Linked DNA regions of Sus scrofa: regions 2 and 3 are each linked to region 1. Evidence: chromatin contacts called from public Hi-C and HiChIP or PLAC-seq data. All regions are on one chromosome and are shown on one strand. Each heading gives the region's core, a stretch centred on a gene start, on an enhancer-like site or on the middle of the called end of the contact. The rest is flanking DNA. Distances are from core to core; before and after follow the strand shown. Region 1 holds the start of ARL6IP6 (ADP-ribosylation factor-like protein 6-interacting protein 6). Region 2 holds the start of AMMECR1L (AMMECR1-like protein). Region 3 holds the start of IWS1 (protein IWS1 homolog).

Evidence for each region. A called contact is a pair of places that touch in the nucleus more often than the background predicts. HiChIP or PLAC-seq counts read pairs in DNA pulled down with a chosen protein or histone mark.
Region 2: a contact with region 1 is called in an H3K27ac HiChIP or PLAC-seq map of alveolar macrophages. The contact joins the promoter of AMMECR1L here to the promoter of ARL6IP6 in region 1. A contact is called at or near these places in 2 of 47 Hi-C or Micro-C datasets (both in skeletal muscle) and 2 of 2 datasets of contacts at active chromatin or transcription factors (alveolar macrophages and skeletal muscle).
Region 3: a Hi-C map of liver shows a contact between it and region 1, with 5 times the contacts expected there. The contact joins the promoter of IWS1 here to the promoter of ARL6IP6 in region 1. A contact is called at or near these places in 2 of 5 promoter capture datasets (fetal liver and liver), 2 of 47 Hi-C or Micro-C datasets (heart right ventricle and liver) and 1 of 2 datasets of contacts at active chromatin or transcription factors (alveolar macrophages).

What each region holds. Positions count from the first base shown.
Region 1 is chr15:60,437,372-60,441,451 of Sscrofa11.1, reverse strand. It overlaps ARL6IP6 (ADP-ribosylation factor-like protein 6-interacting protein 6), which reads right to left and starts at 1,864. Exons shown (of 4, transcript XM_001926700.7): 1 at 417-1,864. The coding sequence starts at 813. It overlaps PRPF40A (pre-mRNA processing factor 40 homolog A), which reads left to right and starts at 2,072. Exons shown (of 26, transcript NM_001244573.1): 1 at 2,072-2,245; 2 at 3,382-3,513. The coding sequence starts at 2,081.
Region 2 is chr15:59,451,273-59,455,352 of Sscrofa11.1, reverse strand. It overlaps AMMECR1L (AMMECR1-like protein), which reads right to left and starts at 2,283. Exons shown (of 9, transcript XR_002339479.1): 1 at 1,349-2,283.
Region 3 is chr15:59,820,988-59,825,067 of Sscrofa11.1, reverse strand. IWS1 (protein IWS1 homolog) reads right to left here and starts at 2,279. Exons shown (of 14, transcript XM_021076423.1): 1 at 1,956-2,279. The coding sequence starts at 1,989.

The DNA.
Region 1 (4,080 bases), core at 615-3,114:
AGAGGAATCAGTGTATTACACACATCTTTAATCATTTGCAGATTAAAGTCTTTGAACTTGCATAGCCTACTTTAATTACACTTTTCACCGTCTTCCTTTAATGATGGTTGTCTTGAATTTTGCTTAAGTTTGCTAAGGTTTTACCCCAAGTGTTCACTGACTTTAAGATACTTTTTCTCTTTTTCATGACTACCCACTTAATGAAGACCCTTTCTTAAAATAGGTCTCCTGACCACAGACCAAGGTCTTCCACCTTTAAGAAAAAGAAAACAAAACGGGAAGGCCAAAAAATGCGGATGAGGACTCTGGATGGAAGTCGCTACAGCTTGGTGGCCTTTGATAGGGAGAAGGAGCTGAAGCCGAGAGCCACGTCCAACCTCAGCTTAAAAAACTATACAGTTTCTGGACTTCAGTACCTTTTACGATCAGGTAGGTGATGGCGAGGAGGAAGGCAAGGAGGATGGCGAACAGCAGCGAACAGAGAATTGAGAGGACCTGGACCGGCCAGCGCCGAGCTCGGGTTCGACCGCCCGCATCCGCCAAGATGCCATTCCGCTTATCCGCCAGGAGGGAAGACCCGTCCCCATCTGGCCGGAGGAGCGAGTCCTTTCTAGGTTCGGGCGACGCCCTGGCCGAGAATTCCGCTCGCAGGTCACGGGCTACTCGGTCGCATCCCTCCTCCTCATCGACTTCACCCTCACCCCAGCTGTCTCCCTGAGTGGAAGCGGAAAATGCCGGCCGAGCGAACGGGACAGGGGTACCCGGACGACGGCGCAGAGGGGCCGGGCGCCTCCCGCTCTCCACGAACGACATGGCGGGAAAGACAGTGAGGCCCAGAGAGCGAGCGTTGTTCACCAGCCCCTCCCCGCGGTCCCAGCAGCCAATCAACGGCCCCCCCCCGGCCTAAACCACCAGACAGAGGCGCGCAGGGGTGCGCAAGGGTGGGCGGCTGGGCGGGTAAGGTGCTGTGGAGTTGGAGAGGCTGGGCGTCCCAGGATCAGGGTACTACCCTCAAGCTGTAGGAGGGAAGGCGAGCAGAGAAGAGCGCAGAGGGGAGGAAAGAAGAGGCCGAAGGCAGTCAAGTCCCCTATCCCTGCACAGGTTCGTCTCGCCCTGAGACCTCGGCCATCGCAGCGTCGCCTCTAAGCAAGAGCGCGGCCCGGCAGCCCCAAAGTCGCACCTTCGTGGCACCCGGTCCTAGCGCCCGCCATGCGCCCTAATACACATTACCGACTCAATTTGTTTTCTCACTTTTACGCCTTACACTCGCTCCTACCTCCACCCCCGCTTCCCTCCACGGCAGTTCACCACCCCGCACCCTCACCTCCCTTAACAGCCCATTCCTCCTTCCCTTACGTTTTGTTCTCCCCGCCCCACTACAACTTCCCACCACGCAGCTTGGCACGCCTCCGGCTCCCCTCACTCCCCTATCCCGGCGCCCGCTCCCCAGTTGGATCTTACGGAGATCGAACCTTCTCAAGACCCCTCCTCTAGCCTTCTTCGCCCCCTCCCTCCAACTCGATCCGCCCCCCGCGCGCGCGCGCGCGCGCGTATCCGGCCACCGCTAACGCTAGAAGCTTTCCCCACCCCCACCCCCACCCTACCATCCCACCCCACCCTACCACCCCACCCCACCCCAGGCGGCCTCAGGTTTGTGGGGGCGTACGTAACTCGGGCGGGGGGTGAAGGTGGCAGAACCCCACTGCCCCACCCCCTTCGGGGTGAGGCGAACTAAGCTCGGGAGGCTGAGACACAGACGTCTTCCCTTCCCTGGGGTAAGTTACTGGAGTTTTTCCCCAAGAGGACTTGCAACAGAAACTTCCTCCGTCCCCCTCCCCCCTCCATGCAGGCGACGCCGAGTGAGGCTGAGGTTGGGAGCGAATCGCCGAAGAGCTGCGTGTCGGCAGCGCAGTCTGATTGGACAGCGGAGAAGCCTGTCAGCTTATTGGCCCCGCTGGTTCCGCCCCGTAGCGCAGGGCAGCCTTTAACCTTTGGCCCCAGTGGGCTCCAGCCACTCAGATCGCTTCTTGTTGGTATGTGTAGCGGCAGTGGCCGCCGGCGGAGCAGTCTGAGCCCGACGATGAGGCCGGGGACGGGAGCTGAGCGAGGAGGCCTCATGGTGAGTGAAATGGAGAGCCATCCTCCCTCGCGGGGTCCCGGGGACGGGGAGCGGAGATTGTCCGGCTCAAGCCTCTGCTCCAGCTCTTGGGTCTCTGCTGACGGCTTCCTGAGGAGACGGCCCTCGGTAAGGGATCGGTGGGGCAGGGGAAAGCGGCACAATGAAAACGGAGTCAGAGAGAGAGGAAGCTTTCTCCCAAAGGAGAAGAAGATGAGAGTGGACGAAGGAAGAGCTCGAGATGGTGGGATATGTTCCGGGGGAGAGAAATGGAGGGCGGGGGTGCACAAAGAAAAGGAAGTGGGACCCTGGAAGTTGCTGGTGGGTTTGGCCTAGGCAGTTGCGCGTTGGTTGTGCTGGTCGCGGGCGGGGTGAGCGTTTTGGAGAGGTAGGCCTGACTTAGCCGTGTTGGGGAGGCGGAGATTTGATTCTGTAGAGTCTAAAACAGGCTGCCAGAATTTCTTCACCTGTGTTAGTGGTGTCCGTAGCGGGAGGACAGCTGGGAGAATTGGCAGGAGATAGTTACCTGGTTTTAAGGCCTGGAACAATGAAGACACAGGTAAAGAAAGTAGTTGTCTTTTTATAGGAGCTCGTTAAGATGGATGAATTAGTTATTTACTTTAGTATCTATGAATGACAGACCTCGGTCTTTGGGATTTTTTTTTTTTTTTGGCATAAGTAATTTTTCTCAAAGATTCTGTTGTAAGTAGTATGTTTATGTATTAAGAGTGAAGTGTTCCTGAGGATCCATACTGTTGGTGTTTTATAAGGGTAGCCCTTATCTGAGTTAATTTGGTAACTTCGGCATTTTAAAGTTTAAAATCAATGTAGAAAGTAAGGATAAATGGCGCAATAAAATAAAAATAAGCTGTCTTATATCTGTGAAGTAGGACAAAGCTGTGGTTTTCACCATGATAGTTTTTAGGCTGGCGTTTAAACTGTATTCTCTCACTTTAGCAAGCCATTTAGTAATTGATTAAATCATCATGTTTTAAAAAATGAATTAGGTATCCAGTAATGATTTTAATTTTTTCCACTTTCTGAAATTTGCTAAGTTGCAGATTTAAGACCAGAAAGTAAATGTTGAATCAATAGTTTAGTCACATATTAGACAAATATAATGTTATGCGCATAACTGACTTGTTGAAGTCAGATTTTTGAGAAGCATTTATTAGTCTTCGTTAATTTTTGAGATGCATTTATCGGTCTTTGCTAATTTGTAAATTTTCCTTTTTTTTTTTTTTCTTTTTTTTTTTTTTTTTCAGATGGGGCACCCTAGCATGCATTATGCCCCAATGGGAATGCACCCTATGGGTCAGAGAGCGAATATGCCTCCTGTACCTCATGGAATGATGCCGCAAATGATGCCCCCTATGGGAGGGCCACCAATGGGACAAGTAAGAATGTTTTGTTTTACTATGTATTTATTTGTTTACTTTTTACCTCTGGTGTTCTTGTGTCAAAATTCAAAATCTGGGTCAATATTTGCAGCTGTTTTGAGTTTTAGTTTATGCCAAAATAATATTTTCAAATAAGTGAAATGTGGAATTGTGTCATTTACCAAATTTGTTTGTAATGGAAAGTCTTCTGTATGAGAGGTTAACTTTCTGAAGCAACAAAGCTGAGTTGTTTTTGTTTTGTTTAATTTGAAAGTAGCAATGTATACCTAGGCTTTTTAGTTTAATTACTTTTCCCCTCCAAGTATGTCAGTTGAAGTAAATATACTATGTCAATGTAATTTATATTGGTGGACCATGTCTATGCATAGAATCTGGAAATAGCAATTGTTTAAGCCTTTGGCTTAGAATGAATTTTATTCCTGAAATAGCTTCCTATTTGTGGTGTCTGTGTGGTGGGGGTGGGTGGAGGTGGGAAAGTTCTACTCTGATTTGGTTTTTCATAGGACGGTGCCATATAGTTCATTTTCCACTTACACTGTCTTGTGTCCTCGTTTTTTTTTAAAT
Region 2 (4,080 bases), core at 1,034-3,533, 990 kb after region 1:
AAGGCAGCAACGGCAGTCCCATACATTATATCACCTCATCCTTGGCATCATCACCAAGAAGGGAGGACAATGAGTATCAAAGATTTAATTGAAACCAAACATGAGACAGACATTAAAACTTCCTCCACCACTAATTTAGATAAAAACTTGCTCCCAGGCTAAGATATACCACTTCAAGATTCTCCACTGGTTTCAGAATACAAACATACTGCCATATCCTCTGCAAAGATGGTGCCGAAGGATTATTGGACAGCATGCCAGGGTCCTGAGGACAGGCCATCTTGTTATCCCAGGTGGGGAGGATAACTGTTGGTAAAAGCCACCCATCTTTACTCTGAGGCTTGCACAAATCTCTTTTACAATCTCTTCACCAACTCTCTCCACCCGCCAGGAGTAGAGAATTGAGTTTTTCCCAAAGATGTAAACAGGAGACTCCAGGCCCCACCCACTCTGTCCAAGGAGAGGGCAGTGAAAGGGGATAGGCCCAGAGGGATCTGGGTGAGGGCGTGTGGCAAAGTGAGGAGTTCACATCAGGACAGGGAATGGAGGAGGGCAAGAAGTGAAGGGCAAAACCCACAGCCTGGGAAGGAGGGAGGCATAAAACCCAGAGTGCCAGGTGGAGAAATAATGGAAATGAGGACTATGGGTACATAAGGAAAGACAGAATGAGGGTGGAGTTGGAAAAAAAGGGAAGAAGAGACGAAAGCGTGCTTGTAAAACAGAGTTCAGCAAGGAAGAGATACAGCGGGGAAAAGAGAGGCCAGCGACGGGAGGTGCAAAGCAGGCAGATAAAAAGGTGAAAGGTAAGAAAGGAGGTGGAAGGGGAGAGCGCGGGGCTCTGGGAGGAGTAGGGGGACGACCAGGCGACGGGTAGGGTTTAGAGGGCAGAGCCGCGGGGGTGGAATCCAGACGCCGGGCGGGGGAGGGGGCGGCGGGGCGGCGGGACGGTGGGCGAGGGCCGCCAGGCGGCGCCGGAGACCACCAAACTTTACACGACCCGCCACTGTTTCCTGGAGGGAGTGCAGAAAGGAGCTGGAGCCTCGCCTGGCCTCGCCTCGCGGCCCGGGGCAGGGGCATCCACTCACCCCCTCCCCAGCACGCCTTCCGACCCACTAGCTCCCCGCCCGCACACGCGGCCCGCAGGCCCCGCCCTGCCGCCTCCTTTCACCGCCCCCAGAGCCCCTCCCCCATGCTGCCCCGGGACCCGAACCCCGAACCCCGGGGACCCACTCGCCGGCCCCTCCGGTCGCCTCGGGGTGAGGAGGCCCGACACGCACGGCGGCAGCCCCTGGGAGGACGGCCTGGCGGGGACGGGGGAGGAGGGCGCGGCGCGGACCGACTTTCCCACCTTTTCTCCTGGCCCAGGCGCAGCCGGGGCAGACGGGACCTCTCGCGCTCTGCCTCCTCCTCCTGCTTCATGGAGCCATGCGCCTGGGTGGGGGCTCGCGAGAGAAGCGGGCCGCAGACGGGCCGGACGCGCGGCGCGGACGGGGCGGGGCGAAGAAGGCCGGCGGGGGCGGGCGGAGGAGGAAGCGGCGGGGCGGCGGTGGCGGCAGGGAAGAACTGCTAGAGGTATTCCCCGGGCAGCTGGAGGACTGAGCCGAGCCGGGACCCGAGTCTTCCGGTATCCCAGCAGCCACCGGAGGCAGTGAGGTAATGGAGGAAGAATGTAGGTAGTCCTCCAGTGGACCACACGCCCTCTAGCTAGTCGCCAAAACCATAGAGATCGGAGAGCCTCTGGAGCACCACCCCGCTGCTGTCACGTGGCCTAGCTTCGCGCACATTATTGGCTGGAGTCGACTCCACGGGTTGAATTAGGAGGCTGCTTTCCACTCTTGGGGTAGAAGCCTAGGCGGTTGAAATAAAGACGGGTGGGAGGTGAGGGGCAGGAGGAGGCCGGTGGGTCGGACCCCTCGGGTCGCTGAGCCTGCGGAGCGAAGCTCCCGGCTGTGAGGCCGGTCGGCGCAGTGCAGGCCGGGCTGCCTTGGCTTCTGCGAGCGAGCGCAGAGCGCGTCGGGAATTGTAGTGCGGCCCGGGCCGGCGGCATTGTCCGTGACGCGGCCCAGGTACCGGCTTGGGATGCAGCCGGGATGCCCAGCCTCGCCGCTCCGCCCTTTCCCGCCCAACACTCAGCCGCCCACGGCTTTCCCGGAGCAGTTAGGCTCGCGTCGCTTCACCCCACCTAGTCGAAGCCTTCGAAGGCAGCCAGGAAGGGGTAGCTCGGAGCAGCCTTATATTCAGCAGACCCATCGGATCCGGCCAGGCTTTTGAGAAGGAGTTCCAGGCTCAGTGCCAGCCTCCTCGTGTACTGGAAAGGACAGACCACCCTAGGTGGTGTCAGGAGCCCAAATCTCGGTCTTGACCCCCACCCCCACCCCAGTCCCCAGCCCAGAAACGACTCAAGTGGCCACTATCTACAGTGCAGGGTTAATTCATTTGGTCGACTAGGCAGATACCTCAGCACTGGCAGGGCAAGGGCCTCAAAGAGAGCAATACAAGAAACATTAAAAAAAATTAATAGAAAATTATTCTCGTTTCAAATATTTGGTGTTTAATTTGACAACTTAACGTTTTTATTATAGTGACAGATGGAGTTGCACTAAAAGTCTCATTTCTGCCCTGCTCCCTCACCCTAACCACTACAAACTGTTTAGGCCCTGCAGCAAAGGCATGCCCTGTTTTAAAGCATTGCCAGTCTAGTTGAGAACACAGACTCAAGCCCACAGATCGACAGTTCTGTGTTTTGCTATTCTGTTTACGCAGAAAGGAATCCTTAACATGTTTGTCCTCCAAGAGCAAAGAAAAGTCTCTAGTAAAAAATGCAAATCATATCTAACAGTGAAGCTTTCCAGCAAAAACCTTCTGCTCTAGAATGCATAATGTACTAAAGCATAGTAAGATCTGCTACTACAGACTTATAGCAAAATTACCTGTAGGCAGCAAAAAAGGGAGGAAACAGTGATTGGTGCCCCTTGGACCTGGAACTCTGAGAACCTGGCAGAGCAAAACAGTGGAAGGAAGAGACATGGCTGTAGAATAAGAAGGTGACTTTTTTCTTTCTTTTTTTGGGCCGCACCTGTGGCATATGGGAGTTCCTAGGCTAGAGGTCAAATGGGAGCTACACTTGCCGGCCTATACCACAGCCGCAGCAACAACAACGCAAGATTTGAGGCACATCTGTGACCTTTGCTGCAGCTCACAGCAATGCCGGATCCTTAACCCACTGAGCGAGGCCAGGGATTAAACTCTCATACTCATGGATACTAGTCGGGTTCGTTACTGCTGAGCTACAACGGGATCTACAAGAGGTCAGTTTTTTTTTTTTTTTTTTCCACAAAAGCCATTTAGAGCAGTCTTCATAATTCCTGTCAAGGTCTGGAGGTGCTTATCTGCTGTTGAGTTCCACTTTTCCCAGTTTCTAACCTCTGTAGGCCTGAAAAACTACAAATTAGATGATCATATGGCCTGGAGCCAGAAATGCTAGAGGCAGCAAGCCAGAGGTCATTCCTTTGTTGGTTTCTGAATAAGTGGATCATATCCTGACTTAAAATAATCAGAATAAATTTCATATAGTGAAAGTCTTTCCAGCTGAAAGTCTTGAAATCTGGAAAAGGGCCTTAGTCTATTGCTCCCAGGGTGGTGCTATGTTGTCATTGAACAGCTCACAGATAAGGGAGTTATTGCTCCCTGGTTATCAAGCTGCCAGAAGGTAAATGATGGAACTAAGTTGGACTTGAAACACTCCCAAATTAAAACAAAAACAAACCTTGCTTTGAGCTGTCAAAAGGCATTTTACCAAGAAGTAGGACCTGCTGTTGTTTACTGACACTGAAAGGCAGGACTTTTTAAAAAGTCACTTTGGGGTCACTTCACATCAGAAAGCAATAGTATGCACTGATGCAAAAATAGCAGAGTGAGGAGTTCCTGTCGTGGCTCAGTGGTTAATGAATCCGACCAGGAACCATGAGGTTGCATGTTCCATCCCTTGCCTCGCTCAGTGGGTTAAGGATCCGGCGTTGCCGTGAGCTGTGGTGTAGGTTGCAGACATGGCTCGGATTCCGAGTTGCTGTGGCTGTGGTG
Region 3 (4,080 bases), core at 1,030-3,529, 620 kb after region 1:
ACAGTATTTGTTTATGAATGAAGAGTACAAAGAACTCTAGTCCAGAAATTGTTCAAACTCCTTAAGAGAGAGCGTATACTACTACACTATTATTATAAAACGAATTGCAACCTACCTTTAAGCATACTTTAAAAATGCAAAGTAAGGGGCGCCTGCTGTGGTGCAATGGAATTAGCAGCGTCTTGGGAGCACTGAGACACAGGTTTGATCTCCAGTTCAGGCCAGTGAGTTAAGGATTCAGCGTAAGGTCACTACCGTGGCTAGGATCTGAAGCCTGGCCCAGGGGCTCCATATGCTGCAGATCAACCAAAAAAAAAGGGTAAAATTGTACTGAGAGGAATGTAGGGCTGTTGGAGGACATGGGAAGCCTTGGTTAGAAAGTTTGATTAAAAAAAAATTTTTTTTTCCTTTTATGGCTGCACCTGTAGCATATGGAATGAAGTTCCTGGGAGAGGGGTTCAATCAGAGCTGCAGCTGAGGCCTGTGCCATAGTCATAGCCAACACCAGATCCAAGCCTCATCTGTGACCTACACTGCAGCCTGAGGCAATGCCAGATCCTTAACCCACTGAGCAAGGGCAGGGATCACACCCACATCCTCACAGAGACAATGCTGGGTCCTTAACCTGATGAACCACAATGGGAACTCCCAAAATAAATAAATTTCAAAAATGAACTATAGACAATTACAAGAAAACCAAAATTTGTTTAAGAATGAAATCACTACATGTTTATGACTACTTAGCTAAGGAGTAAAGCATAAATTTTAATATATTTAATATTTTATTAACTAGTCAATAAAAATTACATTTTAACAGTTAAAATACGGGGGAGAAGAGGGCACAGAAGAGGCTAAAATCCTAGTCCTAGGATAAAAGGAAATCATTTCAAAATGCCTAAAAAAGATGCACTAAGATACAACATAAATTAGGAATACAGGAATAAAACAAAAAACAGCTTAAAAAATGAACATTCAAGGAACTAACTTTTCATGTCTTTCAGCACTTTATATGAAGTACTTGTTTAAAAATAATTTAAAAACACAAATGAAGTGACAACTAATTTGAAAACATAGGAAAAAACGTTTAAAGCAGTATATTGTCATTACTACTCGCCGTCATATAAGGAATTGAAGGTAACTCAAAACAGAAAAGAAGGTAGTTAACGCTCAGAAAATTATTTAAGCACTTTTTGATAAAGAATACTCAATGGAACTAGGACACAAAGGGAAGCAAAAGAAACGTTTTTATTCCCCACGAGATCCTGCCTTATTCGTCTCTTGATCTCCAGTGCCTAGCACAGAGTTAGCGGAGTGGGACAGAGAGCTCGTTGAGTAAACAGGAAAAGAAAAGAGAACAAACTCAAGCGAGGAGAAAAAGGAAAGCTCTCAATGTGAAGGACGGGCACCAAAATCACCAGTTAAGTCCCAGAGATACATATTCTAAAATATGTATACAACTCAAATAAGTGTTCTACATTTTCTTTAATGGGAGAAACTAGTTTGCAGGCGAGATCGAATTAGTCCCAACTCCGAGTGAAACGTCTGGAGGAGGTAAGATATCATACCCTCATATACCCCTTGGATTCTCGAAAAATACTCTCAACTCCTGAAAAGGGGGGGAAAAAAAAAAAAAAAAAAAAAAGTCCCGTATCAGGAGAGACCTTCCCTATTACTTTGCACAAAGAAAGCGCCTAATACCTAGAAGTTACTCCCCAATCTCAACACCTTTAGCCGACTCAGAAGACCGCTGTCCCCCTAGAATCCTCTCTCCAAGATTCCAACTTCGGGGCCCGCAGCCGGTCGGCGGGCTCTCCCCGCTCTGCCTCGGTCCTCTTCGGGCCGAGTCCGGCAAAGGAACGTCTCCGGGGCCTCCCCCTTTTCCCGCCGGGTGCGAGGCCAAGTTCTGCCAAGTAACCACTCCGCCCCCAGCCCTGTATCCTAGGTCCCTGCCCCACCTGACTGGTCGCCGCTGTAATATTCCGAGTCCATTTCAGGCGGCTCTCGGCGGGGAGTGTCTGCGCCCCGCGCCGCCCCCGTCACCTCCTTCCCGGCGCTGTGACCACCGATGGCGCGGCCCGGTGCTCAGAGGCTCCCGCCCGACCAAAGGGTTTGGAGAGTGCGGAGAATAAGGCAACAGGCAGCGGTAGAACCCTTTGATCTAGAAATCCCAGCAGCAGAGGCCCAACCCGGCGGGCGGGCAAAGCGTGTGGGTCAGCGCTCTACTTCCCAGAAGCACCTCTAGGGCCAAAATGGCGTCTGCCCACGACCCTCAAAAGAATGCAGTGCGCAAGCGCCGTCATCTGTCACCCGGCCAATGAGAAGACGCGACGGTAATAACGCACGGCACGGCCGGAAAGGAGACTAGTGGGAAAATAGAGCGGGAGTCGAAACTGCAGTTTAAAACCTCCCTTTGGAGGAACCTATCTCTGGTTCCCATGGAGATGATAATATTACCTTATTGGCTCTCCGTCTGCGCCTTGTTTGAGGATCTTCCGAAAAATGAAGACCCGCTAAAATTAAAATTTCCATGCTACGGTAATTAACTATCGTTCCCGTCATGCAGCGAGGCTCTTGATTCCCGCCTTTAGTACGGGGAAGCAGTGTCGCATTGCTCTCTGGGACTTGTGGTTCCAAGCCTAACGCGCTATGATGCTTTACTAAGTGGCATGATCAAAAGAGTCTCTTTTCAAGGCATTTTTCTTCCTTTCTAAAAAAACGACTGAATTTCCATATTAAGAAGCCTTTTGGTCAATGATAGGAAGTACAGGGTTTTGCATCCAGAAGGGCCCCTGGATGAAATCTTGGAGAAGAATAACATTTTTGAACCTTACTTGAGCCTTGTAAGTGCTTTCCTTGAGCCCTGTATACTCCTGGGAAACAGCAGTGGTTAAGATACTTACAGACCTGTTCAACTCACTGTAGAGTAGTACCATTCTTCTCCTTGTCTCTTAAGTAAAACTCACTCTCTGCTCTTTTTCATGAGTTCCATAAGACTTACAGAAGACCCACTTGCTTACCTGTGACAAGGTCAAAGACCTTTCCCCTTCTTCCTGAACCTGCTCATAAGGGCAGGTTCAGACCCCTTCAATTTCCTGTTCACATCTTTGCTCTTCTAAAACTAGCTAGATACAGAGATAAGCATATTCTGTTTACTTGACTGATATTTCCTGACTGCAAGTCAATCCATAATTTTTTCTACCTTCCTCCCTATGAAAGCATAAAACTATCCTGCGTAGACAAACTGATCTTCATATCTGGAGTGCTCTTCATTTGCAATACTCGGAATGAAGTCTATTTCCTTGCTTGATTGTTTTTGTCTTAAAGAGGACGACGTTATTGCCTTTTAATTGGAGGAGGGCCAGGGGAAGTATAAGCAAATATTTATTTCCTAGGAGGTATAGCCTTGCAGAAATAGGGCCTTTTGTTAGTTGACAAAGCATATATCTTGGACTGGGTTTCTGGGCATGCCTAGCCTATTATAAGGTCTCAGGTGGTGCCCTGAAAGGTCCACCTCATACGGTGGAGTTGAGATATGTGAATTCTCTGGTGCTGGCTATGCTATGAATTCTCAGAATGCCATTAGTCAAGCTACATCTCAGCTTTGATAACCCTGGAATACTTTGTTAGCCGGTCAGAATATGCTGGCAGAACCCAATGCTAGGCTCCAGAAAAGAACATGGAAAGAGAAGAAAGAAAGATGGATGGTTTCTCTCTGGAAATTCTCATTTTCTTGCAAGAGAGTTCATGGGCATTCTTTCCCCTGTATGGTGGAAATTAGGTTTTAAATTCAAGTCTGCCCCTTCAGAGGTAGGAATGACATCTCAGGCTGTTTTGAGAATTGTGAGAGCAAGGAATTAACAGTGCCTGGAACCAAAGGCACAAAATTAAATATTCATCTAATAGAAGAAGTCCCAGTATCTAAGTTCTCTTTTAAAGAGAATGGGTGAGACCATACCTATGTAAATTAAGGCAGAGTGAACAGGGCAGAAGTCCAGGAATTGGTTCAATGAAAGGGAACGCAGTGTAAATCCTGCCAATAAAGATCTTGTTACTTCACCAAAGGTACAAGATCAACAGTCA